3 separate regions of the Mus musculus genome follow, and all the other regions are linked to region 3. Evidence: chromatin contacts called from public promoter capture Hi-C data. All regions are on one chromosome and are shown on one strand. The core of a region is the stretch at or near the end of the contact, and the rest is flanking DNA. Distances in the headings are between cores, read along the strand shown.

Region 1 (4,672 bases), core at 356-2,855, 1.2 Mb after region 3:
GAGCAGCCTGACCCTCTCCGTGACTCATTCGTTCTTATCTCCATGCACTAAAGGGTCAGCATCTGTACATTTCCCCCATCCGTTCTTGCAGTTTCTTGGCGGATCCTGCGAGTCGCAGGCAGACCCTCGGGGCTCATCACCACGTTCTGCCATAGAGCAGGTTGGCGCCGAGCACGCCTCCGCCGTAGTCCCCGGTGGCCGCGTCCAGGGCCGCTAAGCCGCCCCCGGGACCATGCAGAGCGGGCGGGCTGGGCGACAGCTCCTCGAGCTCTGGCGCGGGCGTCGGGGCTTGCGGCTGCTGGCCTCCCTGGCCAGGCGTCGGGGTGCCCGCGCCGTTCTGGCACGGCTTGCCGTCCTTCACCAGCACCGGTACCGCCACGCGGCGCGGCGACGGCGGCGGCGGAGGCGGCGGGGGGCCCAGGCCGCCCTCCTGTTGCAGCTGCTGCGCCGCCTTGTCCTTGGCCTGCCTCTTCATCTTGTAGCGATGGTTCTGGAACCAGATCTTGACCTGCGTGGGCGTCAGGTGGATCATGCTGGCCAGGTGCTCGCGCTCGGGCGCCGACAGGTACTTCTGCTGCTTGAAGCGCCGCTCCAGCTCGTAGACCTGCGCTTGCGAGAAGAGCACTCGGCGCTTCCTTCGCGGCGCGGCCGCGTGCAGCGGTGCCAGCGACTTGGCGGCGTCCGCGATGCCGGTCAGCGAACCCATGCCGGCCACGTTCACGCCCGCCGACGGCCCCATGAACCTGGAGACTGGGGAGGGGGCCCAAGAAGGACGGCCGGTGAGCCCCGGGCCTGCGAGAACCGTTCCCGCCGACGCCCCGCTCGTTTTAAGTGACGGCACGGGGCCCCCGACTGGGTCGCGGCGTCCCACGAGCGCCGCGGCCCGAGCCCCACTCCCTCCGCGCACCCGGGGGCCCGGTGACCCCCGTGCGCCCCAGGAGGTTCCCGAGAAACCCCGCGAGTCCCGGGCCGCCCCGCGCGTCCCCAGCCTGGCCCCAGAACCCCTCGCGAGCCCGAGGCCGCGTGCCAGGACCCCCCGCGCGTCGACCCTCGGGCGCCGCTGACCAGGACGCCAGCACCCTCGCGCCCCGGCTGTGGCGGGAAAAGCCCGCGCCGCCAGCCCGCCCTCAGTCCCGCGCGTCTGGCCCCGCTCACTTGACGAGTAGCGCGGGTCCGTGTTGGCGCCGTACCAGCCGGTGGCCGCGGCCGCCGCGCCGCCCCGCATGCCGTCCGTGTAGGCGGGCAGCTCACCCATGTTGCCCAGGCCGCCGTTGCAGTAGCTGCCCATGGCGCTGTGCGGGAACTGCGAGACGCCGGGAGGCATGTGGTAGGTGGCGGCCGCCGCGGCCGCCGCCGCTGCCGCCGCTGCTGCCGCCGCCGCGTTGTGTCCGGCCATGGCGTGGGGCGGCTGCATGCCCGCCGCCACGGCCGCCGCCTGCGAGGAGGGGCCGCTCGGTGGCGCGCGGTAGGCAGCGGCCCCCAGGGGCGCCCCCAGGCCGGGCGGCGCACCGTCCATGACGCCGCCGAACTTCTTGTAGGTCTCCTCGATGGGGCTCAGGATGTCGGAAACGGAGAAGGGCGTCGTGTGCTTGGGGCTCAACGACATGGCTCGGCGGACGGCCAGGTAGGGGGGCCCGGGGCGGGCGCGGGCGGGACGCGGCGGCCGCTCGTCGCCGCCGCCGCCACTTCGGCCCGGCGGCAGCGCCAGTGGAGAGCTGTCCGCGGCGCGGCGAGCCCCCGAGCTGCGGGATCTCGGGTTTATTTTAGTCCAGTGCCAGGTTTACGACAGACTCGGGGGGCGGAGCAACATCCCCAACGAGCAAACAATGGTCATTGACATCTTTTTCTCTCACCCCCCTTCCAGATAACGGAGGCAAAAAAAGGTAAAGGGCCAGTTGGGTGTTTCTGGAAAAGATTGCCCCCCTTTCTAGCTCCATCCTTCGCGCTTCTATCCGGGTTACCTTTAGCCCTAGAGAAATAAAAACTCAGAGGCCACTGAAAGAGCCACGCTTGTTTCATGCAGACTGTGAGTTTTCCTAAAGTGACTTTGTGGCAAAGTTCAGTAGAACGTCGAGGGGTGGGTGTGTGTGTGGGGGGGGGAGGACAAACAGCTGTTAAGTTTGGGAGGGGGATGCTTTTCAGGGCTCTCTTCCTTTCTAGCTATCAGCCCCTCACTGGCTCCATCATCTAAAGTGTTAAAAATAAAGGGGGCTCTTGGGTCCCACCATAAGAGCACATAAAGAGGAGAGGTACAATGACCGTCCTCTGCCATTGTAGGGCTCTCTAATTTATGCATCGTTAGATCCTTTAAAGCGTCATTTTGTAGGCAACCTAACGGACACTTCCAAATTAGCTCAAAGTATACAAATCCAAAGAAGAGGTACAGCACGCAGAGAGAGAGATGCTGACTTGTAAGTATGGTGCTCCTACTCTCAGGGTAGAAACTGAACAAGATGAAGTGTATTTGCTAAAAAAGTTTCATATTTAATTTGCACCTTCATTACCGCTATATTTTCTTTGTCCTCATCCCCAGAATCTGACTTAGGGTTTATTCTTCTGTCACTATCCTGATATGAGAGAATGAGGGAAAGAGAAAAAGAGGGAAGGGAGGGGGAGGGAGGGAAAGATGGAGGGAGGGAGGGAGAGAGAGAGAGAGAGAGAAAGAGAGAGAGAGAGAATTCAAGTATGTCTACTTGTTTGTAATGGATCTTTTTGGTGGTGTTGGGAAAATAACCTGTTTAAAAAGTATCAACGTTGATGTGGATGCAGAAAGCAGGTTAAAACGACAGCTCTCTTGAAAAAATTCAAACCCATAAGCTGATTTTTTAAAAAAAAAAATTCGTTTCTTGGTATACAAATGTTCCTGCATAACAAAGAACTTATACTTTATGAACTTACAGTAAGTGCAAGACAAAAGACAAAGAAGTGTGCAGGTACCAGTAAAATTGGAAAACATGGGGATGAGCAGGGAAACAAAGACACATTTTAAAAGTTTTCCTCAAAACTGGAGTAGAAGAAAGAAAAGTGTTTCTTATGCAAGATTTTATTGTATCTAAAAACAAAGGCGTGACCACCAAAGTTTAACCTGGACTCACATGCCGTGGAGATCTGAACTGCTCCACATTCTCTTTTTCTTGGTTTCAGCCCTGTGGTGTGAATGCCCTTGATGGTTTTGTCTTATTATTTTAGTCAACATCTGTGTTCATTTCAGTGTCCTTTTGCAAAGAATCTGCCTGTTGTAGGGAGAAAAAAAGACCATATGGTCACTCATGGAAAGAAAATGACAACCAGAATAGTGGTTAATATTTTAAAACACATACTGTGGGACAAAATGCCAGGTCCTAGCAGTTGTTTATAGACATCAGTTACTGTCTTAACAAGATTAGTGTTGCTACATTCTGACACAATGCTACTTTTACAGGTCTTTCCTGGACTTGGGACACTTGAGCTAGGTCACTTATGCTGGAACTGCCTACTTATATTTCTTGAACTAATGATACACAAAGAAACCTTTAGGGGGGGAGGGCACTCAAATGCTGGGATCCTTTTACAATGTGGGTTTTAAACTTTTTTTTTTTACCTTAAATTGTATTCCTTACTACTTACTAGCTTAAAAACAACAAAATGTAATCTTAAACTTTAAACAAAGATAAGGTAAGTAAATATAGTTGCCATAATATCTGTGAATATGAAAGCCTCTTGCAAACCATTATTTTTTTCAAGCTTAGACACATTTCAAACATGAAGCAGTTATCATAAACTTCATGCTGATGAGCTAGCCAAGCCAGAAAACTTGGTTAGAGGTCTTTTTCAGATTAATTTTTTATTTTCAAGTTATATATTTATCTTGTGACATTTTATTTGTAAAACTCCAGTGTGGCAATTTTATAAGTGCTTATACTATATTTTGTTCAGTTTATCAATGCACGCAGATCTGGAGGTTTCCCACTATAAAATGAAAACATAAAACAAAACAGAATTTCTAATGAAATTCACTTTCTGACTGTTTAGGAACATCATAGGCCAAGTAGAATTCTTTTCCTGGACATGAAATGTTCTGGAAGAAAAAAAAAATTCTTAAAATCCCCCACATTTTCTTTTATCAGTTATTTGTGTCTTACCCTAGAAATTTCATACCTTTAAAATATAGTTGCTATTTGGATGTGTGCACGTGAGCTTGATAATAGACTCTGGAGGATGTAAACATTAGTATATCAAACTAATGACAAAATAGTTTGATACTCTGTTGAAGATTTCCATCAAACTCATTTCATCCAATTATTCTCTGCCCAAACTGTGAATGGAAATTTATAGTTAGTGATAGTTAAATTCTATTGACTATATGTCACGAAAATGTATTTCTCAGGAATGCTTTCTTGTTATTTCCTCCCCTTTTCTTAGCACTTAGCAGAAAGAAAGGAAAGAAAGAAACTCTTAAAGAGAATACAGTAGTGAAAAGAGATGGTTCTCCTTCTCTTAATCTAGTCTCCTTTCCCATTTCCTCTCCTCACAACACTTGACATTGTATTCTGCTAGGATTGGCTCCACGTCTTGAAGCACAATACTACTTTACATACAGGGGACAGCATTTGTTTGGTTTTTGGTGCCTTGACTCTTTTTCATAGTTTAGATTTTTGTAGTTTCACACAACACTGAAAACATACCATAAGAC
Region 2 (4,520 bases), core at 1,101-3,600, 1.1 Mb after region 3:
ACTGGTCTCATAGGTGGAGGTCAGTGAAGTCAAACAGCTAGGCTAGAAGCAGGGGCATTTCTGAGTCTTGGGCTCAGGGTGTGAACTAGGAGCTGGGATTGTGTCTACATATGGTCAAAAACTGAGTCTCTGGGCAGGCACTCTTGGGTGCGTTGTGGGAAACATGGAGACAAGGCATGGTGACCTGTTAGCTGGGAGTTCTTTCCAAGTAGGTGGGGGAATTTTTTCTGAGTGGCAGGGGCTAGAGGTGGGGAAGGAGGGCAAATAGGGTTTCCCAGCTTGTGCAGAGGGATGACCAGGGGTTCCAGCCTAACACTGTAGACTAGCATGTTCCTGTATATTTCCTTTGTTTTTTGACCCAGGCTACTCTCCTGCCTCTTCAGCCGTTTTAGTGCTAGGATTACTGGTGTGTGGCCTCTTTGCCAGACTAGGAAGTTTCGGTGCTTATCATTTTATGCAGCTTTGCCTTCTTTTTACATTTCAAAGTTCAAAACCACTTGTGATGGACTCTGGGGGAGGGGCTCAATGTAGCAAGCTGCCTGCTCCTATCCAACTGCCTATGAATTTGTGTTCATATAAGAACATAGCACAGCCGGGCGTGGTGGCGCACGCCTTTAATCCCAGCACTCGGGAGGCAGAGGCAGGCGGATTTCTGGAGTTCGAGGCCAGCCTGGTCTACAAAGTGAGCTCCAGGACAGCCAGGGCTATACAGAGAAACCCTGTCTCGAAAAACCAAAAAAAAAAAAAAAAAAAAAAAGAACATAGCACATCCCAGAGGACACAAACTCTTAAGAAGGGGCTATTTCCAAATAATATTCTTAAACACACACACACAAACACATATACGTGTACACACACATATGTGTATATATACACTATTCTAAAACTAAACATAGGCTAGCTACCTCTCTAAGCATTTAAGTTACCTCTACATTAGCATTTAAATGAAGTCATTAAACCATTGAGGAAGGGGCAACCTTTACTGCCTGACAAGCAGCAGAGAAACACTTTAGAGGTCTCTTAAGGTGAGCCTTTGTGATTGTGATTTGTCAGGCCTAGGGGGGATTCAGGGAAGAGACTTTCAAGCTTGAGCAAATGGGCAGATACCTCCCTCCTCTTTCTAGACTTCTTTCATATGCTGCAGGTGGGATGGGGGATATGACAGGGTACATTTGAAGCCACCAGAAAAGAAGGGATACAAATATCATGTTGGTTGAGAACAGAGGATTAAATGACCCTTGGTTAAAGTGAAATACAAGCAGTATGAATAAGCAAGCAATTTAGCTCTTTGATAACCCGTTATCTGTGTTACAAAAACAAAAAACCAAACCCCCCCCAAAAACGGTAGAGCAAGACCACAGGATGGGTGGAGTTGTTACACTGTGCCTGACTCAGGCAAACAATCACTGCCTCAAGGCCAGGCTGTTACTGCCCACATAGAAACAGGCTTCCTCAAAACAAGCCCCTTTTAGCTTTTTACTTTCCTGCCTGCTGCATGCACGTAATCTAATAAACTGCTTTTTCTGTTTGGAGAATATTTTTTACACTGGAGTCACCCAAATGACACGGCCAGCCAGCACAGAAGGCTCAACTGGTGATTAAATAAGAAAATTCTTTAGTTCCTTGCCTAAGCACATCACAGGTACTCAATAAATGCTAGAACGTGATATTAGCAAATTTTGGCTAGACTCTGCAACTGTTTAAAGTGACCTCGTTGGGCTGAGAGATGGCTCAGCAGTAAAGCGTTCATGCTGTTTTTCCAAAGTAGAGTTTGATTGCTGGCAGCCACAGCAGGCTGAATACTGCTGTTTGTAACTCCAGCTCCAGGGGATTTGAAACCTCTGGCCTCCACAGGTACCAGCACTCGTTCACAAAGCCACATGTACATATACACACATTGCGTAACTAAAAATAAATCTTAAACATATTTTTAAAAAGTTGCTTATGCAAAGCAGATTTTAAAAAAAAATTGCAAAACACTTGAGGATGCTTTTTCATAGTTCGGCCAGGCACAGCAGCATAGAAATGAGAGAAACCAGGAAATGGAAACTAGAGTGTAGATGCTTCTATTCAGCTCAAGACTGATTGTGAGAAAGGAAGTAAGATAGGCCACGCCTTTCCAAAGTCTCGGCCACACAAGGACTTTGCGGCTGCGGGCCTAATGTGGCCGGCGCTCTTGGCTGGATTGCCGGAGAAGGCATCCGCCAGGAGTCGGCTCTCAAAGGCTTTACCAGAGAACGCGGCGAGCCAGGTCTACAGCTCGCCCAGCCGGGCCTCCACTCCGGCAGTCTAAATGAACTTCCACTTAACCGAGCTCCTTTCCCTGCATCCCCCGCGGTGGTGGTATGACGTAACTTCCGGCCGCTGAACGCACGTGGGAGGAAGTGCTGGTGCCCGCGGCTGCCGCTCCTGCTAGTCTCGTTGGTTACACTCTCCCGCTGGCCCGGCTGCTGTTTCGAGCTGCCCGCTGGTCATGGGAGTCCCGGCGTTCTTCCGCTGGCTCAGCCGCAAGTACCCGTCCATCATTGTCAACTGCGTGGAGGAGAAGGTGAGGAGGCGGCCAGTACGCCGGAGTGGGGACCCGGCGTGGCAGGTCTAGGCCGAGGCCCTCGGGGATGGGCGCCCGCCCCAAGCTGCCTCACGGGCCGCTTCGCGGGTTCGCGGTTCCGGAGGCGGTCTGGGCGGAGCGAGGGCGAGTAGGGGGCTTTGGGGGCTTGGGCGGCTCCTCCCCCGCCTGCGAAGCGGGGCACCCCAGGCTCCGCCCACGGCTTTGTTCCCTCCGCGCCGCTCACTGAGCTCCAAAGGGCGCCCAGGCTAGTCAGCCCCCCTAGCGCGGGCAGCAAGGTTGGCAGGGTAGGGACCGCTGGTTGGTCCACTGTCTTGAGCCCGGAGTTCCCGTTGGCTGGATCGCTTGTTTTCCACCCGAGCCTGGCCATTTGTTGCAGTTAAGCGTGCGCGGGCAGCAGCTAGTTACGAAGGACTAGGCTAGGGGAGCGCTCTTTCTCCCTGGCGGGCTTTGCTGTACGAATGCCGGGCAGCTCGCTGTGTTTCACTTCCTGCCTCCGTTAGTTTGCTAGTTTACAGGCAGACTTTTAAGTCGTTCCGATTCGTGAGTGTTGCTTTTGTCGTTCGCGTAATTCTGTCGAGTTCGACTTTGTACTCTAAGTTAGAATTTCTGGATTGGAAAAGTTCCGGGCACATGTGTCCCCTCCCACTTTCGGCTTTAGAACCGCCTCTCTCCAAGAACCTATTTCTCCCGCTGAAGTTATTTACTTTCTCACTTCCTGTCTTAGAAGAAACCAAAAGCTTTGTTTTGGTGACAATCCTAGTATATTTTTGTGTTCTCCAAAGACAAATTGCTAAGCTGAACCATTATTTCTTTATAAACATTGTGTTCTCCTGGGGGGGGGGGGTCTTCCAAAGGGAGAGCCACTTTTTCGTAACAGACACTTTGAACTGTTTTGGTTGTGTCTCTTAATATGGTTAAGTTTGATTTATCGGTTTTAGGTCTATCTAATTTTGGGTAGAAGAGGAATTAGCTATTTATTCACCACCACCCCAGTTTTTCTAATGCTAATCCATAAATCTGACGGTAAAATTTGTAATTTAACGGAGAACTCGTTTAAACGTATATCGGGCCAAGGCGTGGCACATACTTTTACTCCCAGCACTTGGGAGAGAGGTAGGCTTGAGTTTTGGAGGTCAGCCAGATATACACAGAGTTCAAAGCAAACCAAGGCTTACGTAATGAGACCCTCTTGCAAAACAAACAAAAATTCTATCGCCTATACAAAGTATCATTTCTATTTCTAAGATTGATGTTATTTCCCCGCACCCCCCCCCCCAGCTGTTTAACTTTTTGGTTCCCCTGTACATTTTAGTTCTCATTCAAGATTGTCAAACCTTTGACCATACAAGCTTCGATAGAAGCAGTGTTGTTGGCTGTTTTTAATTGTGATTGTAGTTTAGGCTGTTTATCTTTTATTCGCGCTAGCTCCTCCCTTACCCCCTCCCTTTCACCCCTAGTTGGGTACACTTTATACCTTTCCCCATCCAAATTCTTTTATCAGGCATTCCGTCAAGTCCTTTTTTTTTTTTTTTTTTTTTTTTTTTGGTCCATTGCGCCTCTTTTTTTTATTAGGTATTTTCCTCATTTACATTTCCAATGCTATCCCAAAAGTCCCCCATACCCTCCTCCCCACTCCCCTACCCACCCACTCCCACTTTTTGGCCCTGGCGTTCCCCTGTACTGGGGCCATTGCGCCTCTTTTAAGTATTAATTTTTTAATTTTTTAAGTAGGATCTCCCTACTTAGCCACAAACTCCAGACCCTCAGACACAGGCAAGCTGGGATTGCCTGTATACTGCCACTCCCAGCCTGGAGTTGTCTTTATGTCTGTTTTCTTCACAGCACTTTTTTCAGTATGCTTCCTGGAAAGGTGCTTCTTGAGAATTACTCTTTGCTAAATAGCTCATCTTTCTTGGCTTAAATCTATCCTTGGTTTTTACGTTTGAATTGA
Region 3 (4,745 bases), core at 1,560-4,059:
AGGCTGGCTGGCCAACAGGAAGTGACGGCCACCCACAATTTTTATCTTGACAACAGATTTCAGGAGAACATTTCTATTTTTGAAACAATTATTTTGAAACAATATTAAATTAACACAGGAAACAGATAAAACACTGTTCTTTAGTGACAGGAGTACGAGAGCAGCAAGACTCATATGTAGACCCTCCCGAGACACTCCACAACCGTCCTTCCCAGTACCCACTGCCTCAGAGGGCTCCATGGAAGAGAAGCTGGAAATTACTAGCACAGTACAGGTCCATGCTTTACCTTCCTAGATTTCATGTGCTCATTTACTCACTCTTTGTAGACAGACACTATAGTCATGGCAATTTTACCTTTGAATTTCCTTTAGACTTTCCTCCCATTGTGCGTATTTTATCCAGTTGCTAATCACAGTCCTATTTTTTCTTATGTTATCTTCAAAAGTCTGAAAGGCAAAGGGGGGCGGGGAGCAGTACAGTAAAGAGAAAACGACTTTGCTTTTCCTTATGATATACACTTCTCGTTTTACTCTTCCTAAAAGAAATTATATCCTAGATGCCAAGGAACAGCAGCTTTCCTCCAGAAGGGTATCAGTGACAGGTGTTTCTCTAAAGTTTATGGAGACAAGAAAAATGTAGGGGTAGCTATTGCAAGATTTTGCTGTTCTCTGTAATAATTAACGAGTACTTTAATATATTCTACTCTCATTCCTTTTAAGAACAAGAATGTTAAAACACCTTTCAAGATTACCTTCAAGTGCTCAGTAATTTATAGAACTTCCCATATAACTTCCATAATATTCGTGGATTAAATAATTCCCAATATTCGCCTGAGGTCCCATCACATAGGCTCTCTGGGAGCTCGTTCCCACTGTGGGCAGCAACTGGGACAGGTTGCACAGTGCATTCTGACGGACTCACCTTCCTTTTCCGGAGTTTGTAATCGTTTAATTCTTCCTCATCTGTGATCTTCTGCTGAGGTGGAGGTGGGAGGAGCTCGAGTTCTCTCTCTTTAGCTTCTCGGAGGAGCTGCTCGGCCGTTATCTGCACTTCGGCCGGCGCCTTGTTCTTCACCTTTTAAGACAAAGAGACATTCCTATTTTGGGTAGTGCTCTCCACACGAGATTTTAAAACCCTTGTATATTTTCCAGGACATAAACTTCCTAAGAATGGCAGGGTGGTGGCACACACCTTTAATCCCAGCACTTGGGAGGCAGAACCAGGTGGATTTCTGAGTTCAAGGCCAGGCTGGTCTACAGAGTGAGTTCCAGGACAGCCAGGGCTACACAGAGAAACCCTGTCTCGAAAGAAAAAGCCCTCCTAAGAATGTGCCCAAGATGCCATCTTTGAATAACATCTTCAATTCTCCATGAGGGGCAGGGGGAAAAAAAAATCACACTCCTTCCTCTTTATAACCTGCTTAGAGAACTCCTCTACATATTTTAATCCTTCTAGTGGACAAGCTGGTTTTCCATGACATTTTAGGCCAACTGAAACTTGTTTTTACTAAGTCTCCATCATTAGCCTGTAAGCTTTTAGAGCACCTGAAGCTATAGTTCCAACACAGGAGCTTAAAAGTCAAATGTGTTCAAGTGCAGATGGACCCTAAGTTCTAATTGGCCTTTTTACTGCTGTGATCGAACATCACCAACAAAAGCAACCTGCAGAGGAAAGAGCTGACTGATTGGCTTACACAACTGGACCACAGTCTTCATGAATGGAAGACACGGCAGGAAGCTGGAGGCATACCAGCTGTGCTCAGTCTGCTCTCACAGACTACACCAGAGCCCCTGCCCAGGTGTGGCACTGCCCAAGTAGGCGGGGGGGGGGGGGGCGTCCACATCAATTGGTAATCAAGAAAATGCCTCACACACTTGCCAGCAAGCAAGCTTAGGGACGAATTTTCTTAGTCCAGATGCCTCCTCCTAGATAACTTTATCTTGTGTCAAGCTGTCAAAAACTTAGTCAGCATGCATTCCCTGGCTTTTATGACTCAGGATAGGGGTTTGGGAGCGGGGGTAGGGGGGAAGCTACCACATCAGACTTTTACAATAATTACATGTGGAAATAAGAACTTGTCTCAAGACAAAATGGCCAAATCAGACTTCCAGAGAATGACTGTATGTGATGGCTAAGTGCAAGATTTGACACTTATTAAGTATTGATGAAGTATCAACCACAGTTGGAAATATAACAATTTACTATCTAACCTAAATTTTATGCCATTGCCCAGAGCCTATCCTCTGCCATTCTCTTCACTGCCTAACTTTGATGCAGCCTAAGTGTTAACTTCCTTCACAAAGTTTACCCTCAAGTTTACAGGCACCCTTCTGGCTCTTGCCCATGGCATATCTACACTACTTGGATACATCTATCTGGGTTGCCATTTCGCTCTCTCTCCAGTTTTAGTGGAGCACTCTTGCCCGGAGTAAAAGTAGGGGATCCCCAGAGACTAGCAAAGCAAACAGTTTACCGAACCGAACCGATGCTTTGCAACCCTGGAAGGAAGGCTGGGCAGACGCGAGACGAGCTCGGAGTGACAAGACCCTGCGCCACCTCACCGACCACCTGTCTTCTTGGACCGCGGCACAGAGATCGCTGTCTCGAATCTCTGGTGCCCGACACCGCAGATGCTGTTCGGGGGCTCCTCCCGGTCGCCTACCTTGGCCACTTTAGGAATGCGCTGTTTCCCGGCCGCCGTGGAGGCTGCCATGACTGCAGCCGTGGAACTCGAGCGATCCTGGCCGACAACCGGACTTGAGAAAAGCACTTCGAACCGGCCGGCACAACAGAGTCAGCCACAACAAACTAGATACCGGAACCGGAACCGGAACTTGCGAAGACGACCTTTGACCGCCTCACCAGTCAGGGGAAACGCCGCGTCGTTTCCTTAGCAACTGTGTGCGCGTCCTCTGTGGAGACTTGCGGCTTGCTGGAGCTGCGGGTGAGGTGGGTAGGGCGGGCTGCGCCGCAGGGATATAGGGCTCTGGCGGCGAGGGCTCATCCAGGTCTATCTCCGGGATGCGTGCAGCTGTAGGCCGTGGCACCTTTGAGGGGCGTAGAAATCCATTTCAGGTGTAGAAACTCCGGGGAGAAGGGAAAAGCACCGAGGAAACCCTGCAAGCAGCCTGGGCAGCGGTGCATTCTGGGATTTGTAGTCTTTCGAGTTCCCGCCCCCTCGCCTTAGGCTTCCCCGCGATTGGACCAAGTTAATAATCTTGAAATGTGGATTTTTTTAAAAAAAAAATCAGAAGAGGTATTTTTGAAACAAGATGTTAGAGAAAGGTGGAAATTAGTCAGTAGCAAAGCACCTACAGAAACTGATCAAATTTTTAGTCTGTAAATTTTTTTTTTTTTTTTTTTTTTTTTATTTTCCGAGACAGGGTTTCTCTGTATAGCCCTGGCTGTCCTGGAACTCACTCTGTAGACCAGGCTGGCCTCGAACTCAGAAATCCGCCTGCCTCTGCCTCCCAAGTGCTGGGATTAAAGGCGTGCGCCACCACGCCCGGCATGTAAATTTGTATTATCTCAATTCTCTTATCCTTAATATCCTTAGCTATAAAAGGATAAAAGTATCTATTTCCTTAAGATTAAAGAAAAAAATCTGTCTCTGTAAAATACTCGCTAGATGTTAGTACGTATAATATCTGAAGTACATTAAAAACAGTGATTTAGCATATAGTTAAGATAATTTTTTAAAATAAAAATTTTGGAATTGACAGCAAAATTGGGAAGGTGAGCTTTTCCTACTCTTTCCCCACCCTCAAAGGACTTTCTACGATCCATCCCCACCCCGTGTCAGTTACAAGAAACTGTTAGAGTTTACTTTTGTAACAGTCTTGAGATTTAGGACAACGGCAAGATTTTTTGTTTTGTTTTGGAGACAGGGTTTCTCGGTGTAGTCCTGATTCCCTGGTTGTCCGGGAACTCACTCTGTAGACCAGGCTGGCCTGGAACTGTCAACATCCTCAGGGTACCTCCTGTTCATCCTCCCCCTCGAGCCTTTGTCCATCAATACTCCTTTTTATCAAGCATTTTGTTTGTTTGTTTTTTAATTCCTTCTTTGAAAGTTTTGCGTCTTAATCATAGCCATTCCTCCAGCTTTCCCCAGATCTACCCCACTCCCTATTCACCCAACTGTGTGTCTTTTTGTTTTTTAACCTTTGAAGACTAATTCGTATTGCCCAGATATTCTTGGATATGTGGTCTACTGGAGCTTGGTCAACTTACCAGAATGTTATACTCTTAGAGAAAACTCATGCTTTCCAGCAGCTAAAAAATGACCAATTTCTCCACTGCCAGGTGTGGTATTGTGTGCCCATCTCTCCATAAGGGGATTTGGTCTGGCTTGAGTTTGCACAGGTTTTGTGCTGCGCTGCTGTGTCCAGATGTTTTCTGTAGTCGTCCACTGCCTCTTGAGCGCACACACTGCCTCCTCTCTGATAGTGAGAGCCTTGGGGGCTGAGAGAGTGCGGACACTGGACTGAGGTAGCAGGGATCGATTGATCTATTTTTTTTTAATGTCTCTGTAGTTCTTTGTAGATGGTTGGAGTCATATACCTCTTCAGATTACTGTCTCTCATTTAGTAACGTGCATTTACGCTCGTCATTTATTAGTGACTTAATTAAATCCTTATGAGTTTTTTGTTACAGGTGGTGATGACGATGATTTGTTTGTTTGTTTGTTTGTTTGTTTGTTTTGGTGTTGTTTGTTTTCTGGTACAAGGTCTTACTGTGTAGCCCT

The links. Promoter capture Hi-C pulls out the DNA fragments that hold promoters and counts their contacts.
Region 1: a contact with region 3 is called in a promoter capture Hi-C map of embryonic stem cells, with 5 times the contacts expected there. The contact joins the promoter of Nkx2-4 here to the promoter of Crnkl1 in region 3. A contact is called at or near these places in 6 of 39 promoter capture datasets (3T3-L1-derived adipocytes, cranial neural crest, embryonic stem cells and 2 more) and 1 of 484 Hi-C or Micro-C datasets (myocytes).
Region 2: a contact with region 3 is called in a promoter capture Hi-C map of pre-B cells, with 2.8 times the contacts expected there. The contact joins the promoter of Xrn2 here to the promoter of Crnkl1 in region 3. A contact is called at or near these places in 11 of 39 promoter capture datasets (the 3T3-L1 cell line, the C10 cell line, the HPC-7 cell line and 6 more), 2 of 484 Hi-C or Micro-C datasets (CD4 T cells and pre-B cells), 4 of 115 datasets of contacts at active chromatin or transcription factors (astrocytes, epiblast stem cells, large pre-B cells and 1 more) and 2 of 9 other capture datasets (adipose tissue and liver).

The regions. Positions count from the first base shown.
Region 1 is chr2:147,083,740-147,088,411 of GRCm38.p6, forward strand. Nkx2-4 (NK2 homeobox 4) reads right to left here and starts at 1,606. Exons shown (of 2, transcript NM_023504.1): 1 at 1,156-1,606; 2 at 137-750. The coding sequence starts at 1,606. The coding sequence ends at 137. It overlaps Gm34889 (a long non-coding RNA gene), which reads left to right and starts at 1,800. Exons shown (of 4, transcript XR_001783500.2): 1 at 1,800-1,883.
Region 2 is chr2:147,010,649-147,015,168 of GRCm38.p6, forward strand. It overlaps Xrn2 (5'-3' exoribonuclease 2), which reads left to right and starts at 2,351. Exons shown (of 30, transcript NM_011917.3): 1 at 2,351-2,548. The coding sequence starts at 2,474.
Region 3 is chr2:145,931,891-145,936,635 of GRCm38.p6, forward strand. It overlaps Crnkl1 (crooked neck pre-mRNA splicing factor 1), which reads right to left and starts at 2,810. Exons shown (of 14, transcript NM_025820.3): 1 at 2,664-2,810; 2 at 923-1,075; 3 at 356-447. The coding sequence starts at 2,714. Cfap61 (cilia and flagella associated protein 61) reads left to right here and starts at 2,894. Exons shown (of 27, transcript NM_001369121.1): 1 at 2,894-2,950.